7 separate regions of the Mus musculus genome follow, and all the other regions are linked to region 5. Evidence: chromatin contacts called from public Hi-C and promoter capture Hi-C data. All regions are on one chromosome and are shown on one strand. Each heading gives the region's core, a stretch centred on a gene start, on an enhancer-like site or on the middle of the called end of the contact. The rest is flanking DNA. Distances are from core to core; before and after follow the strand shown. Region 1 holds the start of Ddx11 (DEAD/H box helicase 11). Region 2 holds the start of Ndufv2 (NADH:ubiquinone oxidoreductase core subunit V2). Region 3 holds the start of Ralbp1 (ralA binding protein 1). Region 4 holds the start of Ankrd12 (ankyrin repeat domain 12). Region 5 holds the start of Pja2 (praja ring finger ubiquitin ligase 2). Region 6 holds the start of Ppp4r1 (protein phosphatase 4, regulatory subunit 1). Region 7 holds the start of Twsg1 (twisted gastrulation BMP signaling modulator 1).

What was found. Promoter capture Hi-C pulls out the DNA fragments that hold promoters and counts their contacts. A called contact is a pair of places that touch in the nucleus more often than the background predicts.
Region 1: a contact with region 5 is called in a promoter capture Hi-C map of pre-B cells, with 6 times the contacts expected there. The contact joins the promoter of Ddx11 here to the promoter of Pja2 in region 5. A contact is called at or near these places in 4 of 39 promoter capture datasets (the C10 cell line, hematopoietic stem and progenitor cells, liver and 1 more), 3 of 484 Hi-C or Micro-C datasets (B cells, CD4 T cells and regulatory T cells), 3 of 115 datasets of contacts at active chromatin or transcription factors (astrocytes, bone marrow-derived dendritic cells and embryonic forebrain) and 1 of 9 other capture datasets (liver).
Region 2: a promoter capture Hi-C map of pre-B cells shows a contact between it and region 5, with 7 times the contacts expected there. The contact joins the promoter of Ndufv2 here to the promoter of Pja2 in region 5. A contact is called at or near these places in 8 of 39 promoter capture datasets (the 3T3-L1 cell line, 3T3-L1-derived adipocytes, the C10 cell line and 5 more), 1 of 115 datasets of contacts at active chromatin or transcription factors (bone marrow-derived dendritic cells) and 1 of 9 other capture datasets (liver).
Region 3: a promoter capture Hi-C map of liver shows a contact between it and region 5, with 6 times the contacts expected there. The contact joins the promoter of Ralbp1 here to the promoter of Pja2 in region 5. A contact is called at or near these places in 5 of 39 promoter capture datasets (the 3T3-L1 cell line, hippocampal neurons, liver and 1 more) and 2 of 115 datasets of contacts at active chromatin or transcription factors (astrocytes and embryonic stem cells).
Region 4: a promoter capture Hi-C map of pre-B cells shows a contact between it and region 5, with 7 times the contacts expected there. The contact joins the promoter of Ankrd12 here to the promoter of Pja2 in region 5. A contact is called at or near these places in 5 of 39 promoter capture datasets (the 3T3-L1 cell line, hippocampal neurons, liver and 1 more), 1 of 484 Hi-C or Micro-C datasets (regulatory T cells) and 1 of 115 datasets of contacts at active chromatin or transcription factors (astrocytes).
Region 6: a promoter capture Hi-C map of pre-B cells shows a contact between it and region 5, with 7 times the contacts expected there. The contact joins the promoter of Ppp4r1 here to the promoter of Pja2 in region 5. A contact is called at or near these places in 8 of 39 promoter capture datasets (the 3T3-L1 cell line, 3T3-L1-derived adipocytes, HPC-7-derived erythroid cells and 3 more), 1 of 484 Hi-C or Micro-C datasets (the G1E-ER4 cell line) and 1 of 115 datasets of contacts at active chromatin or transcription factors (astrocytes).
Region 7: a contact with region 5 is called in a Hi-C map of B cells, with 7 read pairs. The contact joins the promoter of Twsg1 here to the promoter of Pja2 in region 5. A contact is called at or near these places in 2 of 39 promoter capture datasets (embryonic stem cells and pre-B cells), 2 of 484 Hi-C or Micro-C datasets (B cells and CD4 T cells) and 1 of 115 datasets of contacts at active chromatin or transcription factors (astrocytes).

The regions. Positions count from the first base shown.
Region 1 is chr17:66,122,093-66,124,856 of GRCm38.p6, reverse strand. Ddx11 (DEAD/H box helicase 11) reads right to left here and starts at 1,337. Exons shown (of 27, transcript NM_001348292.1): 1 at 1,165-1,337.
Region 2 is chr17:66,100,005-66,103,113 of GRCm38.p6, reverse strand. It overlaps Ndufv2 (NADH:ubiquinone oxidoreductase core subunit V2), which reads left to right and starts at 1,555. Exons shown (of 8, transcript NM_028388.3): 1 at 1,555-1,699. The coding sequence starts at 1,649.
Region 3 is chr17:65,883,292-65,886,255 of GRCm38.p6, reverse strand. It overlaps Ralbp1 (ralA binding protein 1), which reads left to right and starts at 1,333. Exons shown (of 10, transcript NM_001198949.1): 1 at 1,333-1,578.
Region 4 is chr17:66,075,635-66,078,521 of GRCm38.p6, reverse strand. Ankrd12 (ankyrin repeat domain 12) reads left to right here and starts at 1,476. Exons shown (of 13, transcript NM_001025572.1): 1 at 1,476-1,638.
Region 5 is chr17:64,330,403-64,333,447 of GRCm38.p6, reverse strand. Pja2 (praja ring finger ubiquitin ligase 2) reads left to right here and starts at 1,565. Exons shown (of 10, transcript NM_001025309.1): 1 at 1,565-1,652.
Region 6 is chr17:65,781,955-65,784,661 of GRCm38.p6, reverse strand. Ppp4r1 (protein phosphatase 4, regulatory subunit 1) reads right to left here and starts at 1,307. Exons shown (of 20, transcript NM_001114131.1): 1 at 1,213-1,307; 2 at 994-1,038. The coding sequence starts at 1,219.
Region 7 is chr17:65,949,729-65,952,768 of GRCm38.p6, reverse strand. Twsg1 (twisted gastrulation BMP signaling modulator 1) reads left to right here and starts at 1,582. Exons shown (of 5, transcript NM_023053.3): 1 at 1,582-1,702.

The DNA of each region.
Region 1 (2,764 bases), core at 88-2,587, 1.8 Mb before region 5:
CCGAGCAAAACAAAACAACAAAAACTAAAGGCCACACAACAAATTTAAGAAAATGCAGTAATAAAAAGAGCTATGCAACTGGAAAACCACTAAAACACGAAGAGAGGGTAAAGAAATGTAGCCAACAAGAGATGGAGAGATGGCGGAGTAGTTAAGAACACTGGCTGCTCTTCCAGAGGACCCAGGTTCAATTCCTAGCACCCACACAGCAACTCACAATTGTTTCTAACTCCAGTTCTAGAGGATCCAGACATACAAACTATGCATAAAATAGTAAAAGTAAGTTTTTAAAGGTAACCACAGATTCTGAGCATCTAACATGTGTTAAGCACTCTTCAGAGCCCCCACCCCACCCCCTTCTTAATTTCACTTAACCTATCACGGATATCATGACAGAACTGCTGGCTGGAGACACTGCTCACTAGTGGAGCCCTCGCCTAGCAGCTGCCCAGAGCTTAATCTACAACCGAAAGCGGCTGGGTGTTAAGGAGTAAGTAGCATTAAAGAAGAAAAAGTACGCATTTAACCCAGGTGCGAAGCGCTCTGCTATGGTCAAGCTCACCTAAGTACAACAGAGAACTTAGCAAGGCTAAACAGGAGATTTCCTGAAATGATGCACTCGGAGGTGAAGAATGTCGCCGTCTGGGAAAACCAGGAACCCGGGCTGCGGGCAGGCAGGGAAACCCTGTACATGAGAACTGCAAGCTAGCCGGGATTTCAGGACAGGGTCCTGCATGCAGGGACCATGTATTTATTATTTAATCCTACTTTTATGCCACTTCCATCAAAATGTGGTCGACTTCCCGAACTTCCTCAACCTTAAAAAAAAGGGGGGGGGGGCAGTGCAGCCGAGAATGCAACAGTATGGTCCCTGAGGCACACTGCCAAATTGGATCTCAAGTTCATTATCAGTCAACCTGTGTCTTCACCTGACTTCACTATATACAATAACCCCTGAAAATCGTTTAAAACAGACTCTCTACATTTTAGAATCCAACCTGTTACGTACACTCACCGAAGGCGCCACTATACTTGGGCTGCCACTCGCTCCAATCCATCCCACGCCGCCTCCGCCCCCACGTCCGGCCGTAGGGCGCGCTCGGCTAACCCTGCCCCCTGGCAGCCTCCTCGGCTTCCGCCTCCGCTCGAGTGTGCCCTTCTCACCTCTCTGCCTTCGGTCGCAGCGCTTCTCCCACACAGCACCGAACTCGATCGCCACCGCAGGACCGCCTCACTGAGGCCGGCAAGCGAGCCTGGCCGCCGCGGCTGAATTTAAACTGCAGTTTCACTGAAGGAGCATGCGCGCACGCAGAAAACCCTCCACGTGGCCACGCCCCCGAGCCACTGCGCCTGCGCGCTGCCGCTCAACCGCGGGCCTTGTGCTTCAATATTGCCTGGATTAGAACTGTGTTTGAGCTTTGATCTAACCTTCCATATTAGTTTTTTTGTATTACCGGCTATTGGGGGTTGTTGTTGTTGTTTCCCCAGAAATATTGCGCTTTTTAAAAAATTGTATTTATTTAATGTATGAGTGCTCTGCTGCATATACATCCGCAATTGCCCGAAGAGGACATCAGATCTCCCTAAAGATGGCTGTGAGCCAGAATGTGCTTGCTGAGAATTGAACTCAGGACCTCTGGAAGCGCAGCCAGTGTTCTTAACCGATGAGCCATCTCACCAGCCCCCAAGATTCAAATAGATTTCTCAAAGAATGTTAAATGTAGAAAAGAGAAACTATCAAATATCAGATGTATACAAGCCACTAAGTACTAAGAGGGTTTTTGATGAGGTCATTCATCATGCATGTATTTATGTTTCCTCCTTACTATAGATATTGAATCTGTTTCACAATCATGACAAAGGTGTACTACTATGGTGATTGTTTTTAGAAACTGTTCCTGTAGTGTAACGCAGAATTAAAAAAAATTGACAGGCTCTGGGGAACAGTAAGTCCATTGAGATTTGGTTTTCTGTCACTAGTTACAAAAGCACACACAGCACGGGAGGTGTAGCAATTGGTCACTATAAACGTCTCTGTTTATTGCACTAGGGACACTGAACATGATCCATTTTCAGAGGCTGTGGCTAAAAATCCTAACCACACCCTCAAGCTTGGTGCCCTTCTCGCTCTTTTGCAGAGAGATGTAAGAAAGATTAGTTCTTTGCCCTTTAGTGTCCATTTTATAGGGAGCCTGGCAGTTGTGGGATTTAGTCCCCAGTGGGATCTGTGAGCCTTTGATTATTCTGTTGGTTCTGTTGTCATCTATACATATGCTTGAAAGGCTCAAGACAGAGCTTGCAGTAGAAGAGGGAGAAGGGCTATATGTGATTTCGCTTCTAGCTCCTTAACCCCAATTCCGGGCTCTGGGACTGAGTTACTGTTCCCTAAAGTTTGATTGTATCAAGTTTCAGAGTGGAGGGCTATGTCTGATTATCTCAGCGCTCTCTCTCTCTCTCTCTCTCTTCCCAAGACAGGGTTTCTCTGTGTAGCCCTGGCTGTCCTGGAACTCCCTCAGTAGACCAGGCTGGCCCCAAATGCAAAGATCCACCTGCCTCTGCCTCCTGAGTGCTGGGATTAAAGGCCTGCACTGTCTGGTGAAAACCCAGGATCTTAAGCAGTCCTAAGACTCAATGTTCTTAGGGCCTCTGTTTGGAAAGCATCGTCTTGTCCCTGTAGATATTCTAAAAACCAAAAACAGGACTGGAGAGACGGCTCAGCAGTTAAGAGCACTGACTGTTCTTCCAGAGGTCCTGAGTTCAATTC
Region 2 (3,109 bases), core at 306-2,805, 1.8 Mb before region 5:
ATAAAAACTGGGACCCCCTTTTCCCTTGGGGTCGACTCCTCTACCCCTGCATGGGATATGAGTCGTCCCAAGAGCTCTGGCTTTCCCAGAATAAAGCCTCATGTGGTTTACATCAAGCTTGGTCTCTTGTGAGTTCTTGGGGATCCGCTATTATCCCAAGACTTGAGTGAGGGTCTTTTAGCTTCACCTATAGCGAGTTTGGGACCAGGTTGGGCAACATGAGACTCTGAAAAGGCCAAAGTATTACAGCTGCTAATGATGGTGACAATATGTTTGGGTGCACACAATAAAACAAATCAGTAATGGGACCCGGATTATTTTTTCTTTTTCAGTATCTTTTCATTCCCTCAGAGAAGTACTGAAGCAAATTTATTAGTGGTAAACTAATACTGGAGATAATGCAATAGGAACTAAAGAATTTAGTATCATTGGTTAGAAACACTATTTCTTGAGTCGAATAATAATTTTTTTTTTTTTTTTTTTTGGTTTTTCGGGACAGGGTTCCTCTGTGTAGCCCTGGCTGTCCTGGAACTCACTCTGTAGACCAGGCTGGCCTCGAACTCAGAAATCTGCCTGCCTCTGCCTCCAGAGTGCTGGGATTAAAGGCGTGCACCACCACGCCCGGCTGAGTCTAATAATTTGTAGAATATGATTCACACAGGTTGCAATGGATTATCTTGGGTGGTTTTTTTTGTTGTTTTTTGTTTTTTTAAAAAAACAAACTCATGACGAATAACCTTTCAGAATCTTCATTCTGTTGTCAAAATTACGGAAACTATTCACAACTTTATTATAGCAAAAAGAAAGGGGTGGATAGAGAAGACACACACAAAACGACAGTCAGAAGAAGAGTCAAGAATAAGTTAAAAGCCCAAGGTGGCAGTATGCGCCTGTCTGAAGGTTGAGGATCACTCAAAACCTGTGTAAAATACCGACAGCTGGAAACAGCACGATGCGTACTAAAGCTGCTAGGAGTTTCCTGAGATCAAACAAAAATCAAGAAGACAGTAGGTTCCTCCCTCCACCAGTTTTATCATGGAAAATGTCTAGAGCATACACAAGCACAAAGAATATTTGTTCGTCTACCGCGCAGCATCAACAGTCATCATTTCTACCTCCCACTCACTGGCATCCCGAAGTCAATTCCAGTTTAGCCTGTCGTTTTACAGACTCTAACGCAAAGGCTTGGGAGCCAAGGCACTTGCTGTCCAAGTCCACTAGGTGGCAGCCCTTTAAATACGATCGTATGTAAGAAAAGACTCAACCAAACGAATTTTGAAAGAAATAACTGCAATACCAGAGGAGGTGTTTGACAGAACAAACACAAGATCCCCCAGAAGGTACGCCTCGTCCTCAACAAACACAAGAGCCTCGAGAAGGCGAGCCTCGTCCTCAGGGCGGGGACTCAGCTGGCCCAACCGGGCCGGCCTTTTAGGGACTGGGCTGTTTCGGGCCCGCCCACCGGTCCCAGCAGCCCTCGCGCGCCGCTGCGTCAGGAACGGCGTACCGTTCGGGACGCCCAGGCCAGGGCTCGTGAGCGCGCGCGCGCCGTGCGTCCTGGGCGCGGGGCCGCGCGCGCCGGGCCTCCGGGCTCGTTCGTTCCCAGTCAGCCTAGAGCGGCCGGGGTCGGAGCATCGCGTACCCCGCCATGTTCTCCTTGGCGCTGCGGGCCAGGGCGACCGGCCTCGCTGCTCAGTGGGTAAGAGGCTCGGGGTGAACCCCGGGCACTGTCGCCACAGTCTCCCGCTCTTCGTGCCTCCCTTAGCTTTTAGTCCTCGGAGACCCCTAGGCGCTGGACAGGTCAGCTGGCGGCGGCGGGGACGCCGCGGCCTTCGTCCTCAGTGCCTCCGGGATGCTCCGCAGCTGCGGTGGCGGCGGGTGGCGGGCCGCCCGCACCGGGCCGGGGAAAGTCACCCCTAACTTAGTCAAGGTCAGGAAGGCGATTGTCATTTATCCTGGTGCGGAAGCTAGTGGGGGGCCCTGGCGGCCCGCTGCTTCCAGGATCCTAGCAGCGAAGCTTTGGGCTGCTTGTCTGTCAGGCATAGCGGCTGCGCTGCATCGGATTTAAAAGCATGCTGGAGAAAACGCTGATAGGCTTGGTAAAGGCTTGCCGAGTTCCTTCAGGACTAGATAAAGGTGACCAGCGTTTCATTTACTGAAGTTGTTCATTCATTTTAGGAAATGCTCGGCAGAGAATCGTAGGAATTAACCGTGAGAGAATAGTAGTAGCACGAGTAACCGCACTGACCAAAGAGTCGTAGTTCTATGGCCATTTGAGTGTCAGGTGCATCTCAGATAGGCCAAGGAATTGAACTGAAGTTGAAACACTGAAGCGAAGCTAAAATGCAGATTCCAGGGCCTGCGAGGTAGCTCAGGGTGGAAAGGTGCTGGCCTCCAGGTGTGAGGACTAGTTGTGGTCTGACCTTCACAAGCTGAGCTTGTGTCCGGAGAGTGCATGGGCACACAGAAAGTAATGGCTATTGAAATTAACTACATGGCAACTACAGGGAAGAAAGAAGCCTTATTTGTTTGGTTGGATTTTATTTTCCTAACAGTAAAACAAAAACTAAGTTCTCAACAAAAGACTATATATATATATATATATATATATATAGTGTGTGTGTGTGTGTAAACAAACCATTTGGGGCTTTAGACTTAGGCATCCCAGGTGACCTTTTGTAGTTATGTGACATGACCTAGAGAATTAGTCTTTGTTTCTTTAGCTGTGAAATGGGAATGTTGAGTCTGTCCCTAGTTATTTGAAGCCTTAATGTACTTCTAGGTCCAGGTAACAGTGTGAATTGGATTATAGTACTTTTTTTTTTTCCTTTTGAAATTAGATCTCACCATGCAGCCCTGGCTGGCCTGGAGCCTGCTAAGTGTGGCATGTAGGCCTTGAATGTTTGCTGGTCTTCTTGCCTTGACTCTTGAGTGCTGAGATTACAGGTGTGAGCTTCCATGCCCTGCTGGAGTAGAGTAATGATGGGTGATGTTTGATGGCCCCTTGCTGTGTATTTGATAGGTGAATTTATATCTTATTTTAGAGGGTGGTGCAGTGTTTTCATCACTACAAATTAGAAACAGAATTCCCAATTTTTGTGGGGAACAT
Region 3 (2,964 bases), core at 84-2,583, 1.6 Mb before region 5:
GTGCATAGATTACTCCTGGATTGGCTCACGTAAACGCGGCACTTAAAGGCTCTGCAGAAACTATGGCTCAGAAGGAAGTCAGTCTTCACTCTTGCTTTTCCCTCTCCCTTGCTGTGTCCCCCACTTCTCTGCTTTCAGCCTTATTCACTTCCACGGTGAACGAGTCACGTGATGTTACACGTAAATTACTCAGTTAAAAAAAAAAAAAAAAGCCTCTTTCCCCACCTCATTATCCCATATGTCAATTCCAGGGAAGGCTCCATAAAGCCCCGCTCAGGCAGTGCTTATCCCTTGACCAAATCAGAACTGCCAGCGGGAAGGAGTAATTTAACTGGCGTACTCACAGGCCATCTTCTCATGGAGGCTGTTTTATTGCTACAGGGGTTGTGGAAAGGTCCCTCTAGGACCTCAGTGTTCCACTGGGAGTGACTCTTTTGCACAAGGGGATGGACTTGTCATATTTGAGCAAAGATGGCTTGGGAGTGTAGCACACGATGGATCAGTGAAGAAGCAGACACTAGAAATCTCATCTCTCTTCTGACTGCCAATGTCATAAACCCAGAATAATTCCATGGAGTGCTGTTTATTACAGTATGCACCAGCCAACACGTTTTCCGTCCTTCGTGGGGGACTTCTGGAGGATACGCAGCTGTTTCTATTTGTAAGCTGAACGTGATGCTGTGCGGCTTTAACTCGGGTATGGATTGCTAACTGCGGAGGCAAGTGGGTGGGAGCCAGCAGTTTCCCGCAAGTCAACACACTTCAGGGGTCCTGCGGATTGCCCAGCCCTGGCCCCAGAAGCCTCCTTTCTCCAAACCCCCAGGCAAGAATTCTCCAAAGGAAGATCTCCGCCCAAAGAAGGCCAGCAAGGTGCTCCGCCCAGAGGCGGGGTGGGTCAGCAGCCCAGGCTGGTTTAACTGGTTGGAACCACTTAAAGTACGCAGACGCTGGGGGGAAAAGTGTCACTCTCAGTAGCTGCGGACACCAGGCCAGAGCTTGGGGAGGAACGCGCTTTCTTTCCAGCAGAGCTCCGCAGGGCTCCCACACTGTTTTCACTTGGATTCGCTCCGGTAGGTGTGTGTGTTCCACTCGCTCCCCAGAACACTGCGCAGGCGCCTGCAGAGCCTTAGCGTTTGGCGCATCCTCTCGCGGGTTCCCTGTTCCCCCTTAACGAGTTCCAGCTCGGGAGGCGCGGTGCTTTCTGGGCGTTGTGGTTTATGTCGGAGACAAGGGCCCTACAGCAGCGGGGCGTTGGGTTAACTAGAACTACAACTCCCGGCGTGCCCCACGCGAGGACGCGGGGCGTTTGCCCTAGCCGGCCCTAGCCGTCACGGCCAAGGAGCCGAGGACCCGGGAAGCCGGCTGCGGCGGGAGGAGGGCGTGCGCGTGCGCGCTGGGCCGGCTCGTCCTGTTCTGTCCCAATCATTGTAAACAGGCGAAGGCTGGGCGGGGTGGGAATGGGGCTCCCGCGGCCGGCCCGGGGTGCAGCGCAGGAGGCGGCGGTTGTGGCGGAAGCGTGAGTGCGAGGAGGCGGCGGCGGCTGCAGCGGAGCGGACGGTCGCTCGGCGGCAGGCACTGGTCAGTGGCGGGGAGCGGACGCTCGCGGGGGTCGCAACGCTGCGGCGGTGTCCGTGGGAGCCGTCGGGCGCCCGGCCTCGCGCCCGCGCCTGTCACGCAGCGTGCCGGGCTTGGGATCCCGGGCTCGGAATGGGAGTTGGGGGTGGGGGGCGTGGCCGCCCCGCCTTACGTTGTCCGTGAAAGCTTCACCCCGGAGCTTGCTCCTTTGGGGTGGGTCACGCCGCCTGCCCGACAGGCCTCCTTGGGAGCACCCGGGTGTGTCCTGTGTTGCTCTGGGACCCAGAGGCTAGTTGGGAGTCCAGCTGCTTCCTCGGACCCTTCCAGGCCTCGGGGCATCCCTGCGGGCCACACCTGGCCGGAGCTGCGGCCGGGGACTGGCCTGACGCAAGCCTTCCGGTTTATGGGTCGCATCTGCCTCGCGCATCTGGCTCGCCCACCTGTCTCCGTGTTTGCCGGGTAGAGTCGGGGGAACAGCTCCTGTTGTCGCCCGTGGCAGGCGTTGGGCAAGGGGACGACCCTGTTTGCAGTGGTACTTGTTCCAGGGTTCAGAAGTGTTCTGTCTGATCTGGAGTTAGGAGCTCCATTCTCAACGGCGTTTTCAAGCGTTTTCGTACCAGAGTGTTCTCAGTCGAGGCCAGCTTTCTTTTTCCATCTTTTAAATATGTCGTTGTGAAACAGGTTTGACGAATTACTCCACTTTCCAGTCTCCTGAAGTAGGTAGGGCTGGTTCAAGTTTGGAGATTATTACAAGGATTCTTCCAGAGAGAGCAGCGTGCGTACCCTAAGGTTTTTAGAGATCACAGCTGTTTTCATTAGAGGTCTGTGCTTGTGACAGAAGTGCTATAGTGTGGGCATTGAGCTGTTGCACTGCCCAGCTTTGGTGGTGTTGATGGAACGGGGGTGGGCTAACACTGGTGCTTTGGGGTAGCATTACCTATACTTGGCCGTTATTAACAAAGTACTCAGTGATAAGTTATAAGCCTACTTTTGGTTTAGTGTTCAGACAGCACTTTAAGGAAAGGTCCCATCACTTTCTGTAGTAGGAATTATCTCGATGATTTCAAGGTCCTGGATGTCTTCTTCAAAATGAAGAACTCCTGTTAGTGGTGTTAGCATTTTCAGAGGTCTGCAGTCAGTAGAGTGCTTCTTGTTTTTCAGTGTGTCCCATAGACCCAAGAGAGATAGGTTAGTTTAATAGCAGTTGCTGTTAAGTAAATTTTAAAACGAAGTATCTAGAAGCCAGCTGGTGGTGGCACACACCTTCAGTCCCAGCTCTCTGGAGGCAGAGCTCTGTGAGTTTGAAGTCAGCCTTGTTACAGAGCGGGTTCCAGTATAGCCAGGGCTAAACAGAAATCCTGTCTCAAACAACAAACAAACAAACAATCA
Region 4 (2,887 bases), core at 227-2,726, 1.7 Mb before region 5:
TTATAGAGGTAGGCACTCAGGAGGCAGAGGCAGGTGATCTCTTGAGAGTTTGAAGTCAGCCGGTTCTATGTATGGAAGTCCACACCAGACAGAACTAATTAATGAGACTGTCTTTTTTTTTTTTTAAGCTAGATTTGATTTATATTATGTGGATTAGTGTTTTGCCTGTGCTCGTGGTGTGCACCAAATCCAGAAGAGAGCAGTGGACACCCAGGAACTGAAGTTACATAAGGTTTTGAGTGGTCTTGTGGGTGTTGGGAACAACTGAATCTAGGTCTTCAAACAGTGCTTTTAACCCCAGAGCCATCTCTCCAGCTCTGCCTATATAAAAAGACTAACTGGTTGTGAGTGCTTATGATTTAGGGTCTAAGGTAGGTCTTTAAAGTTAAGTTTTCACCAGAAATATAGCTCTCACTATACACCACTGTTGGGTACTTGGTTGGCATGAGCAAGGGCAGAGCTTCAGTCCCCAGTTCACACATACACAGATTTCTCTAGAAGACTGTTCATACTGAAAGTTTTTTATAGCTGAGAACAATGGAAGACAATCTATCCTGATTTTTTTTTTTAATGAAGGTTTATGTCCCTGTCAAGCCCAAAACTCACATCAGAATTTACAGCTTATTATTGATAGGACTGTCTTAAAATCATTAAGATACTAACGGATACTGAAGGAGGCCACAGTTAACGAAGAGGGAGAAGATGGTTTCCTGTGGAGTATGTAACTTCTTAGGGTGGTTAAAGCACAACGGTTGCAGGCTAACCGCTGTAGATTAAAGTATTCAGAAGGAAGTCTGAGGACAAGCTGCTGCGATGGTAAAATTTCCTCACACGCCCTATGAGACTTAGTACCACAGGAACAAATTTGGTGAAATTTCTGCTCAGAAAGGTCACAGGATCGCATGGCTAGAACTGAGCTTACCGATGCGTTCTTTGCAAGCAGTGCTTAGAGCCGTGCTTTGGGAACAGAGTGCGTCTGGCTGGGACATCCCTCGGCCCGCGCCGCACGAAGCGGCTCAGTCACGCAACCCGGACCTGCCCCACAGTGCTGCGGTGCCCTCCCGCCCGCACGACCACCGCTAACAAAACCCTCCCGGTTTCCGGCTGGTTTTGCCGTCCCAACTCAAACCCTGCAAAAATATGTGCGTTTCCTCCGCCGGGCGCCAGCACCCATGCCGCCTTTTGCACATCTCCGGTGGTGGTGACTGCGCGTGAGGAGCTCCCCGGCCGACGGCTCGAGGGCTGCTCCGACTCCCACGCGGCTCCAGGACTTCCGGCCCCCTCCACCCGCTCCGCTTCGCTCCCCAAGAACGCCACCCGCCGCCGCGCGCTCCGCTCCTCCGGGGAGCCCAGGGACGGGCGCGTCGGGGGCGGGGCACGGCGGTCACGCCGCCCGTCCCGTGCCTGCAGGAGTCACGTGTCCGCCCGGGTCACGTGCTCGCGCCGCAGCCAATCGCGGAGAACGCTGTCCAGGAGCAAGGAGGCTGTGGTGAGAGACCGACCAAGACCGGAGATGTTTTTAAGCCTGGCCCCGGCGGCATCAGGGGCTGTTGCAGCGGCGACGGAGACACCGGCAGCGGCGGCCACCCGGAGGTCCTCGTTCAGGGGGTGAACCCTTCTGCGCCCGCTGAGCCTCGGGTCTGTGCGGGCCAGGGGGGCGTGGCGACCAGAGGGGAGGAAGGAGGGCGCGGTTTCGAGTCTGTCCCGGGTACCAGGGAGGAGACCCTCAGCCCGGTGCCCCGTCTCCTCCCCGGAGCCAGGTAGGGGGGTTGCGCCTCTGCCAGCCGCGCCCAGCCGTGTGCTACGCGCCACTCGGCCCAGCCCAGCCCGCGGCGCGGCCGGCCGGACCGTGACAGGCCGTTGGTGGCCGCCCCGCCCGGCATCCTGACGGGTCGCGGCGCAGGTGGGGCCGCCGCTGGGCGACGCTCGGGCGGCGGCTAGCGCGAGCGCCTTGGCCGCCGCTTACCGGAACATGGCGCGGCCGGGAGGGCGCCGCCAGCGCACCGGGACGGACGGCATCGCGGGGGCGCGCCGTGCCGCCGCGCGCTCCCGGTGCCAGCGGCGCTGCGTGCGCGGTTGTCGGAGACTCGGTGCGGGCCGGGGCGTAGGAGGCGCGATGGTCCCGGGAGAGGTGCGTGAAAGCGAAAGAGCTGCGGCTCGCCGGAGCCAGTTCTGTCCTAAATGCCAGTGCGACCTGCCCTTGCCGCGTTGAGCGATCAGGTCTAGTTTGTGCCAGTTCCGATTGGAATGATGTTCAGAGACCCTTAGAGCGTATTGGAATCTTAGATCTGGTTTTTGGAGAGTAAGATGGAGATGACGCATCCTTCAGGATCCACGGCGTTGAATAAAAACGCTGTACAAAGAGGTCACCGAAGCCCAGCTGACAGCTGTTTTAATAATTACAGCGAGAATAGTTGAGGATGGAAATGAACAGTATTGCACTAGTTGAGTACGTCGGAAACATTTGAAGCAGTGTGGTTGTAGGGACTGTAATTTCCGCTGGACACCCCTTGAACTGGGGCGAAGTATGTTGCAAATCCGGCGATCAGTGACGCTCAGGGATTATCGTTAATTCTGTGGTTGAGACGAACCTGCATTCTCAGCCATGTGTTTCTTCTTATTTTAAAATGGCCTGAGTCAATTATAAAGAAAGATGAACTATCCCAGTAAGTCATCTGTTCATTAAAAACATATGCCCAAGTAGGCCTTTAAAAATCTTGCTTACTGATCTTTTTTTCATTTTCTTAAAGCGTTACACAAAGGCTTTCCTGGAGATTAACTCAGAACTGCCAAAATGTGCTCTCTTGATGCCAAATGGTTTAAAAGCAAAAATTAGAATCACCAATGTGACAATGAAGACATTGTTGTAGTTCCCTTTAAAACGTTT
Region 5 (3,045 bases), core at 316-2,815:
AAAGATCCAGACTAGAAGTGGATTCACCCACATCATACTAACCAGAAAAACCTCTCACAGATGCGCCCTCCCTTCTGGATTGTAGTTCATTCTAGTATACCCAGACATGGTATGGAAATGATTGAGATTTGAGAAGTCCTGCACCTGCCAACCTGTTAGTGTGTTCAACTGAACCAATCTTCAAGACTCTAAAGGAAAATTAGTTAAAATATACATTCTCTTTCAAGAGAGCAAGGACTTGGAGACATGTAAAAGAGTAATTTGGGGGGCGGGTAAAATATATGCTACTGGGGTATTCTGGGAATTAAACTTGGTTTCACAAAATGTCTAGCAATTTCTCGTGTTTTTATGGGAAATGTCGAATCATTTCTTTACATCGATGGTAGAAAAAGTAGTTTCAGTTCACTGGCAGATTTTACAGCTAAAGGACATCACAAGAAGTGGGGCTCTTAATCTGTGTGGGTAGGGAGGCCACGTGATAAATATATCCTGGGCTTTTGAGCTCTGGGTGATGAAGCTGGGGGTGGGGGCGGGGAGTTAAGAGAAGAGAGCTAGGCTGTAATCAGAGAAGCAGGCAGGCTTCAGGATGAGAAAAGGGGACATGTGCATCACTGACATAACGAACTTAAACTGTGACTGGGTTTAAATTAAGCAAGGTGTCCAGGGACTCCAGCTGTTGTATTTATTTTGGTTGCATGAGACGAGAGCTGATAACTCCGAGCCTGACACCCGATATAACTTAGCTGTCAGCTGCTAAACTCTGGTCAGGCCAAATCTACATCTCACCTATAGCTGCTTTATACAAACAGAATCAGAGAGCAGGGCGAGGGTCTGACCAGTGGTGGGCGGGTACCACGCACCACAGAGAACCACAGCAAACAAGCTCTTCGTACGTTTCTTTCCCTCGCTGCTATCAGAATTGCAACTGGTTTCGGATTTTCTTTTCTTGTACTTCAAATTGCAAATACTGGGTAACTTCTCACAGCCTTGGGAACCGAATTCTGCACCTCCATTTTGCTGGGGGGCATGCGGGAATGGAGGGAGAAGTGTAACTGCGCCAGTCCTGCGCTCAGCTCTCCACACCCCCTTCCCTTCGGGAGACCCCGCCCTTTTCTCCCAGCCAAACCACAAAAGGCCTGACAGTGGATCGGGCCTCGGCGCCCCGCCCCCGCCCAAACGTCGCAGTGCTGCAGGGGCGGGCGCAGGGCCAGAGAGGGGGCGGAGCCAAGCGCGTCTCCACTCTCCTCGGCCAATCCGCGAAGGGCCTGGGAGAGAGCTTGCAGGCGCCAGGCAGAGAGACAGCCCCAGTTATTTTCCCTTTTTCTGCCACGTCCAACCATGACGTAGGCCTACTTCTAGGACTGCGATTGGATGCGTGCTTTTCCCCCTGCAGAGGGCCGTGAAGTCTATTGGCTGCGCCCTCAGGGGGCGGGGCTAAAGCGCTCCCTTCCTCCGCCTCCTTCGCAGCGCAAGGGGCGGGACGCGCCGCCGCCGCCGCCGCCGTCACCACCTCTGCTTCCGCCGCCGCCGCCGCCGCCGCCGCTGCAGCCGCTGCGCGTTCGGCGGGGGAGGAGTCGGAGGCGGAGAAGAAGGCGGTGGTGGCGGGTGGAGGATCGAGCGCTGTTCTCGCTCTGGAGCCGCTGCACATCTCGGTGAGGGCAATTTTTATTTTTTTCTCTCTCCATTCTGGCTGATTCTGTCAGAGCGGATCTGGGTGAGGGAGCCGCTGCCCAGGCGCCTCGGCTTCGGGGGTCTCCGAGGAACGGACCGAGCCGTGGCCGGCCATGGTGGGTGGGGTTGGCGACTGAGAGGCCTCCGGCCATCCCGCCCGGGGCCGCGCTCTAGCCCGAGCCGCCGCGCCCGCCGCCCGCTCGCTCCCGCCGGCTGTCTGCTGTCCTTGGTGCCCTGGTCAAGGACCCGGCGCCTTGCCCCTCGCGGCCCGCCAGTGCCGCCCACCCTCAGGCCCGCCGCGGAGGACCGTGGCGCACTAGGCCTGCGGGGCCCCTGCCCGGCCCGGCACGGCACGCCTTCCATCCCTGCCTCCCGGATTTGCGTCCTCCCCGATTGTCACCGAGGCCCAGGCACCCTGTCAGGCAGTGCCAGTGGCCTACCGTCTTCTTGGTCAGCGTTAGGCCCCAGCACGCCTGTCAGAGGCACCTTCAGGGCTCCCCTCCCCGCCCCCACCCGCACCTCCACCCCCACCCCAAGATGCCTCCAGGTTTATCATTTTTTGCGCACATTAAAAATGGTGAGTTGAAAGCTGCCCAGACCAAGTTGAATAAAATAAAACAAAAAAAAAAATTGTATGTCTACATAGACAACTGCTTTGACGATCCTCATTCTGTCAAGTATACGATTCTTTTTTTTTTTTTTAAAGAGGCCTTACTCTATTTTTATCACGAAATATTTGCTATTATTTCTTTTAAGATGGCAGTCATTGCTGAAGACTTAACAGGTCATTTGATGAGTGTATACAGGAACGTAAAAAAATAACAGAAATAAACGTAACATGTTTGTGATTGTCTTCTGGATTTCATGTCTTTTTATATGAAATAATTTTATTCTTCTATTACAGACATGCACCCTCCGTGTAAAATTCAGCAGTATAAAGAGAGAAGTATTAAATAAATACTAATATGTGACTATTTTCATCCTTCAGTGCCCCACCAGTATTTCGGTTTGGTGGTCATCTTTCCAAGTGCTTTCACAAACGCATCTTGAAAGATACACACACATGCAGAGTTGTCTCCTTCAGGGATGGGGGTGAGGGCTATGCTGAGCACATTTGTGTAAAGCTTGCTTCTTCTAATTATATATCTTGGACATAGACTCCCGTTTTATGTAGGCCTCCCTAATACTTTTTCTATCTAAGGGTACATCCTATTTCTTTAATTTGATGGACTTTAATTAAGTATTCCTACTGAAAGCCGTTTCAGTGCTTGCAGTTGAAAGTTATGCTTTATACTAAAGGTAACTAACTCACGTATTGATTGATTGATGCTGAACTGTAAGCTCTGAATCGTTTATTTTAGAACATTTCACGGT
Region 6 (2,707 bases), core at 58-2,557, 1.5 Mb before region 5:
GAACAGGTATGAAATCACACTCCCCAGTCCAGGCAGGCTCTCTCCCCTCACCAGACAGCTCTTGTATCACAGCAACCAGCTCAACTCTGCATATTTCTTGGTTTCAGATCTCCCATGAACTACACTTAATAACATTTTGTGCACACTTTATTCCTAAAATGCATTTTCCACCAGTCACTCTATCTGCAAACATTAACACGAGTAGAAAGCATTTCTACTTAAGTGTAATTCACAACTTCTTCCCATATAAAGTTAGCTAAGTCATAGTCTTTTCTGTCTCCAACCACCATTATTTTCTGAAGCTTAGAAAAACACAAAACACACTCAAAATGAAAGATATCTTTCTAAATAACTCATTTCCTTCACCACATGGAAACAATGTCCACAAGCTGACTGGGTTTTGTTTTTTGTTTTTTAATGTACAAAAAGAGTCAACTCTTTAAAAACTTTAATATCTCAACGGAAACCTGCAATTTTAGCATTTAAGTACCAGAATGAGCTTTGAACACTCCCAATTTTAAAAAGCTGCTCTCTGAACCTAGTCACTGCATCCTGCCAAGGTCACACCTACTAACCTCCCCGAAAATCGGAAATCAAATGTGTGAGTGAGTGGTGGTGGTGGGGACCCGAAACGGCTCAGAGGTCAAGTACAACACAGGTATGTAACCAGCACACACTAGGGCGAGGGAACCCCCGAGGGCGGGCCGAGCACCGCACGCCGCACAGCCCCCCGAGCCTTGCGGAAACACCTCCCGGCACCCGCCGCCTCCTTCATCGGGGCGAGGGTGCGGAAGACACTCAGGAAAAACACACCCATGTCCCCTCTCCGGCCTCCGCCCCACGGGCTTCTGCTTCCCCAACAGCCGCCCCGCGGCCCGAGCCTGCGGGCGGCGGCCGAGGTCCGACCACGCGGGTGCTCCCCAGCGCGGCGGGGTCCCGAGTCCGCCCGCTCGCCCGCCGCCCTCCGGGGCTGCCAGGCCACCCGCCACTCACGTCCGTCCGCGTCCTCCGGCAGGTCCTCCTGGAGCAGGGAGAGGTCTGCGCCGGGGGAGAGAAGAAAGGCCGGGTCAGCGTCCCGGGCCGGCGCCGCGCCCCAGCCGCCCGCCGCCCGCCCGGCGGCGCCTCCCCGCGCCGGCCTCTCCCGGGCACTGCCGAGCGCGGGGAGCCGCCGCCGTCGCCGCCGCCGCCGCCCGGGGAACTGGGGCCACGTACCCGCCATCTTGTGCTCGCCCCCGCCTCCTCGTCTCCCGGGATCCCGCTCCGCGAGCCGCTCAAGTAGAGAGCCGGTGGGCGCGCGCGGGCCGGCGGGGGCGCGCGCGGGGCGGGCCGAGGCCCGGGCCTGCGGCGGCGGCTCCCGTACGCCCGCCCGCCCGCGCGCCGCCCGCCGCCCGCTGCCCGCCGCCCGCCTCCCGCGCCCGGCCGGCCCGGCCCCGAGGCGCGCTCCCACCCGTGGCTAGAGGCGCCCTGGCGCCGAGCGTGCGGAGCGCGGCACGAGCTGCCCGCCGGGGGACCTGCGGCGTGTGCCCGAGCCGGGCGGGCGGGGTCCCCGCGGCCCGCAGCTCTGTTGGGTCACCGGCCTCGCCCACCGCTGGCCGCCGCCCGCTCCGCCGCGCGCCGCTCGTCGCCCGCGCCCCTCCCAGACCTGCTCGTGCGTCGCCGGCGGTCCGCGGCCGAGCCTCCCGCCTCCGAGTGGAGGAAGCGCCGCCTCCGCCCGCGCGCCCAGGCCTCGCGAGTGACTGAACAAAGCCCAGGCCCCGGGCCGGACGACGGTTTGAATGACAAAAGTTCCGCCGGCCCAGCCGGCCTGCCTTCCCGTGCGGCGCGGCACGTTAAAGCCCCGGCACCGGCTTCCGAGCCCGCGCGCTCCCCTGGCGCCCGCCCGAGCTGACCCTGAGCGGCCCGGGCGCGCGGGCCAGGCCGAGTCCAGTCACTCCGCGGTTCTTAGCCTTGTGACCGCAGGGAGGATCGCCGAGGATACCTGCCCCCTCCGCCTCTCCGGGGAATGGCAGACTGTCAGGAATCCAGCACCGTGCTTGCTACCTCGGGAGTCCGGTCGCCGGGTGCCTGGGATTGGCAGCGCTTTTCTCGAGTGAACTATCACACATCTTACTGGTCCCTTTGTTTGAAGAGAGTTAAACGGTTCTTGTAGGTTCCCCAGGCAAAGTAGGGCAAAATCCAGATTTTTCTGACTCCAGTTCGCCGTCCCATTTCTGTGAGTCTTAGGTCTAAATCCAACATCAGTGAGGTCTCCAGAATGGTCGCCCGTAAAATGAGTCTCATACATGATGCCCGTTTTTGAGTCTGATATGAAAAAAGGAGGATTTTAAAGGTTCAGCTTGTTCCTTTCTGCACCATAGTCCTAATTCAAGGCAACATATTGGCATTTTAAAACACGGGGAATCAGAACAAGTTGTAGGTGGTCTTTGGCTACTTTGTGTGTTCTTTCTTCCACCCCTCTTCTTTCACCCTTTCAACTCCCTAATACTAAAAAAGGGTAGGGGTGGAAGGGGCCATCATTATATATTGGACTACTTCCTGCTGATGAGGGTTGATGAGCTTCTTGGAGCAAGCTTGATCTTCGTAGTCAGGTATATCTAATTTCTTCTTCCTGTTTCTTTACTCACAACTACTTAACAAACAGCAACCAATCTCTCCCGCCCTAGTATTTACATACCCTCTGGAAAGTCTCCGGAATCCCAAATGGCAG
Region 7 (3,040 bases), core at 333-2,832, 1.6 Mb before region 5:
GGTTTGGGAGTCAGTGATCTACAATAGCATTTTAAATGGTTGGACTAGCCCACTGATGTAGTGGATCGTAATCTCTGTAACTCATAAATAATGCTGAGAATAAGATCCGTAAAATTTAATAGGTGTAGACCCTTGTTTTCTTAGGGTAGTTTTCAGGGGAGCTTCATTTAATGTGTGGGATGTATATGCACCTATTAGTGTGTGCATATGTGCATGGCTGGTGTATAACATACTCTTATGTCATCCTATATTTAAAATAGTGTGTACACATGTATGTATGTATATGCACGCGCACCCAAGCGTGTGTATGTGCACTTGTGCACATGTGTGTGCACACACGTGTATATATGTGCGTGTGTGTGTATGTGTGTACTTGCATGTGTGTGTGTGTGTGTTTGCACTCCTTCTGTGGCACACATGTGGAGATCAGAAGATGACTTGCAAGAATTGGCTCTCTACTTCCACCTTGTGGATCTTGAGGCTTGACTATAAGGCTTGGTGGCAGCTAAATATAAGGTCATCAGGTTTGGTGACAGATGTCCTTATGAGCTGAACCACCACCTTGGGTGGCTTTCTTACTTTTGATTTTCCTAAACAGGGTTTCTCATGGCACCTGGAGCTTTAGTGAACCCAGAAATCCTCCTATGTCTACCTCCTTCTAGGGCTGGGTTTCATATATCAACCCCTGTGCCTGACATATGAACATATGGGCATATGAATCTGAACCCTGGTCTTTTACTAACTGATCCATCTACTCAGCCCCCGATTTTTAAAGAAAACCTATGCTTACTTTACAAAATGTATTAATACCAGCACTATGACCCACATTAGCTAGTAATTTATTACTATCCATCTCAGCCAATTTTTTCTAGGCTGCTGCCTCCCAGTAAACCAAGGAGAGTTTAAGACACTTCCTAGGTTAAGAAAGGGTTTGACACTAGGCCATTGCTCCCAAAGTGAACTGGCCATGTGGGCTCCAACTCAATGGCTGTGGAATATTGCTGGAAAAGCAATGGTTATGGTAAAGACCTAAATGTACTTTATTTGTGGGCTACTGGTGGGATAAGCCCCATCTTCCTAAAGTTCAAGACTCAATGACTGGTCAAGCCAATACTGACCTGACCTCCGTTCCAACTGAGGCTTCTTCCAGTTGGTCTCCCTCCCATACCTAGTGACATTCCTGAGCAGGATTCACTGCTGCCTTCTCTCCTTTTTGGCAGTGCCAGGCTTAACATTTTTATGAATTAGTGACTGAAGTGTGGGACAGATCCGTATCCAGTGATCCCTAGGTGCTTAAACACGTATTTAAAATGAACCTTGCCTCGCACGTCAAGTATCAGTCCTGTTCTATTCATCTGCCCTGTGCCTCATTCTTATATCCAGTAAGGAGGACAAATCAGCTTTGTGGCAGAGCTGCTGAACCGAACCGCAGGGCACAGCGGCTGGCAGCAGAGGTAAGCCGCCCAACAGGTGGCAGCAGACCAGACGGCTGATGGGCGGGGCCCGGCTCCGCGAGAGGCCGGAGCGCACACACCTGGGGGCGTGGCCGAGGGCGTGCCCAGCCCGGGCTCCAGGGGGCGTGGCCTGCAGCCCGGCGCGGGCCTGGGAGCGGCCGGGGACAGCGCGGGCCTGTGTGTCCGCGGCGCCGGGGTTCGCGGGAGCTGCTTGGAGGCTCGGCGGCCGGGAGGAGGCCGGGGCCACGGTGAGCGAGCTCGGGCGCGCGGGCGGGCGGCATCTAGGAAGCCAGGCCGCGGCGCTCGGCGGGGATGCGGGCGCCGAGAGGCCCGAACGGCGGGGACAAAGGGCCGCGGTGCCACCGCCTTCGGAACCTCGGGTCCGGGCGCTGGTGTGGGGTGTCGCGCTCCTCCCCCGCGGTCACCTGGATTCCCGGAGGACGGCGGGAAGACGCTCGGGGCAGCCGGGGGTGTCTGTGGGTCCCCGCGGCCGGCAGCGGCGACGGGGCCGCACCGGCTGTGGGCAGGATGCCCAGGGAGCCGGCTGGGTCCGCAGGGAGCGGGCGAGAAAATGGGATTACTAACGGTTCCCCGCCGGCGGGCAGGAGCTCTGGACTTTCTGTTTCAGAACGGAGTCATACCCCATGCAGAGCCTGTGGTGTAGCGCCATCTCCTAGTTTTGTAACCAGCAGGGTCCACTTTCTAACCGGCCCTACATCAAAATTGTATTTTATTGTTTTGAGGGGATTTATTTTGACTCCTTTAAAATAAAATGCATGCGTCTGTATGCGTATGCACACTTTTCGTCTTGGCACTGCTATAGGGGCCAGAAGAGGGCATTGGATGCCCCAGAGCTGGGCTTGCTGACCCTTGTGCCCTGCCAGTGTGGGTGCTGGGAACCGAACTCGGGTCCTCTACAAGAGTAGCAAGTGCTCTTAAGACATTGAGCCATCTCTCTAGCCCCTTATTTTTATCGTTAATTTATCTAACTTGGAAGTAAAGCTGGCCTGCAGTTCATTATCCTCCTGCCTTGCTTGCCAAATGCTGGGATCACAGGCGTGTCTCATCAGGCCCAGCTATTATTTAATTGATTTTGTTGGGAATTTGTGTTTTAGCCTTAAGAAATTATATCTTTAAAATTTTAGTGGGTGCGCGAGCGTGTTTATGCGCACACAAGCATACCTGTGCACCTGCGCCATGGTGTGTATGCCAAAGGACAACTTTGGAGGGAGGCAATTCTCTTCCTTTTTTTTTTTTTTTTTTTTCCTGGTTTTTCGAGGCAGGGTTTCTCTGTGTAGCCCTGGATGTCCTGGAACTCACTCTGTAGACCAGGCTGGCCTCGAACTCAGAAATCCGCCAACCTCTGCCTCCCAAGTAGAACTTAGGCTTTCAGGCATGTCAGGCAAGTGTTGTTAGCCACCTAGCTATCTTGCCAGCCCCCACTTATAACCCCTGTGAGAATTTGTGCTGGTGCCCCTCTGTTTTCTTTCTGTACTGTGATACTTCTTAAGAACAGAAGAATCTACCGTACTAACAGAATATCTTCCCATTTACCTACAATTCTTAATGCAGTTAAGAATGGTTGT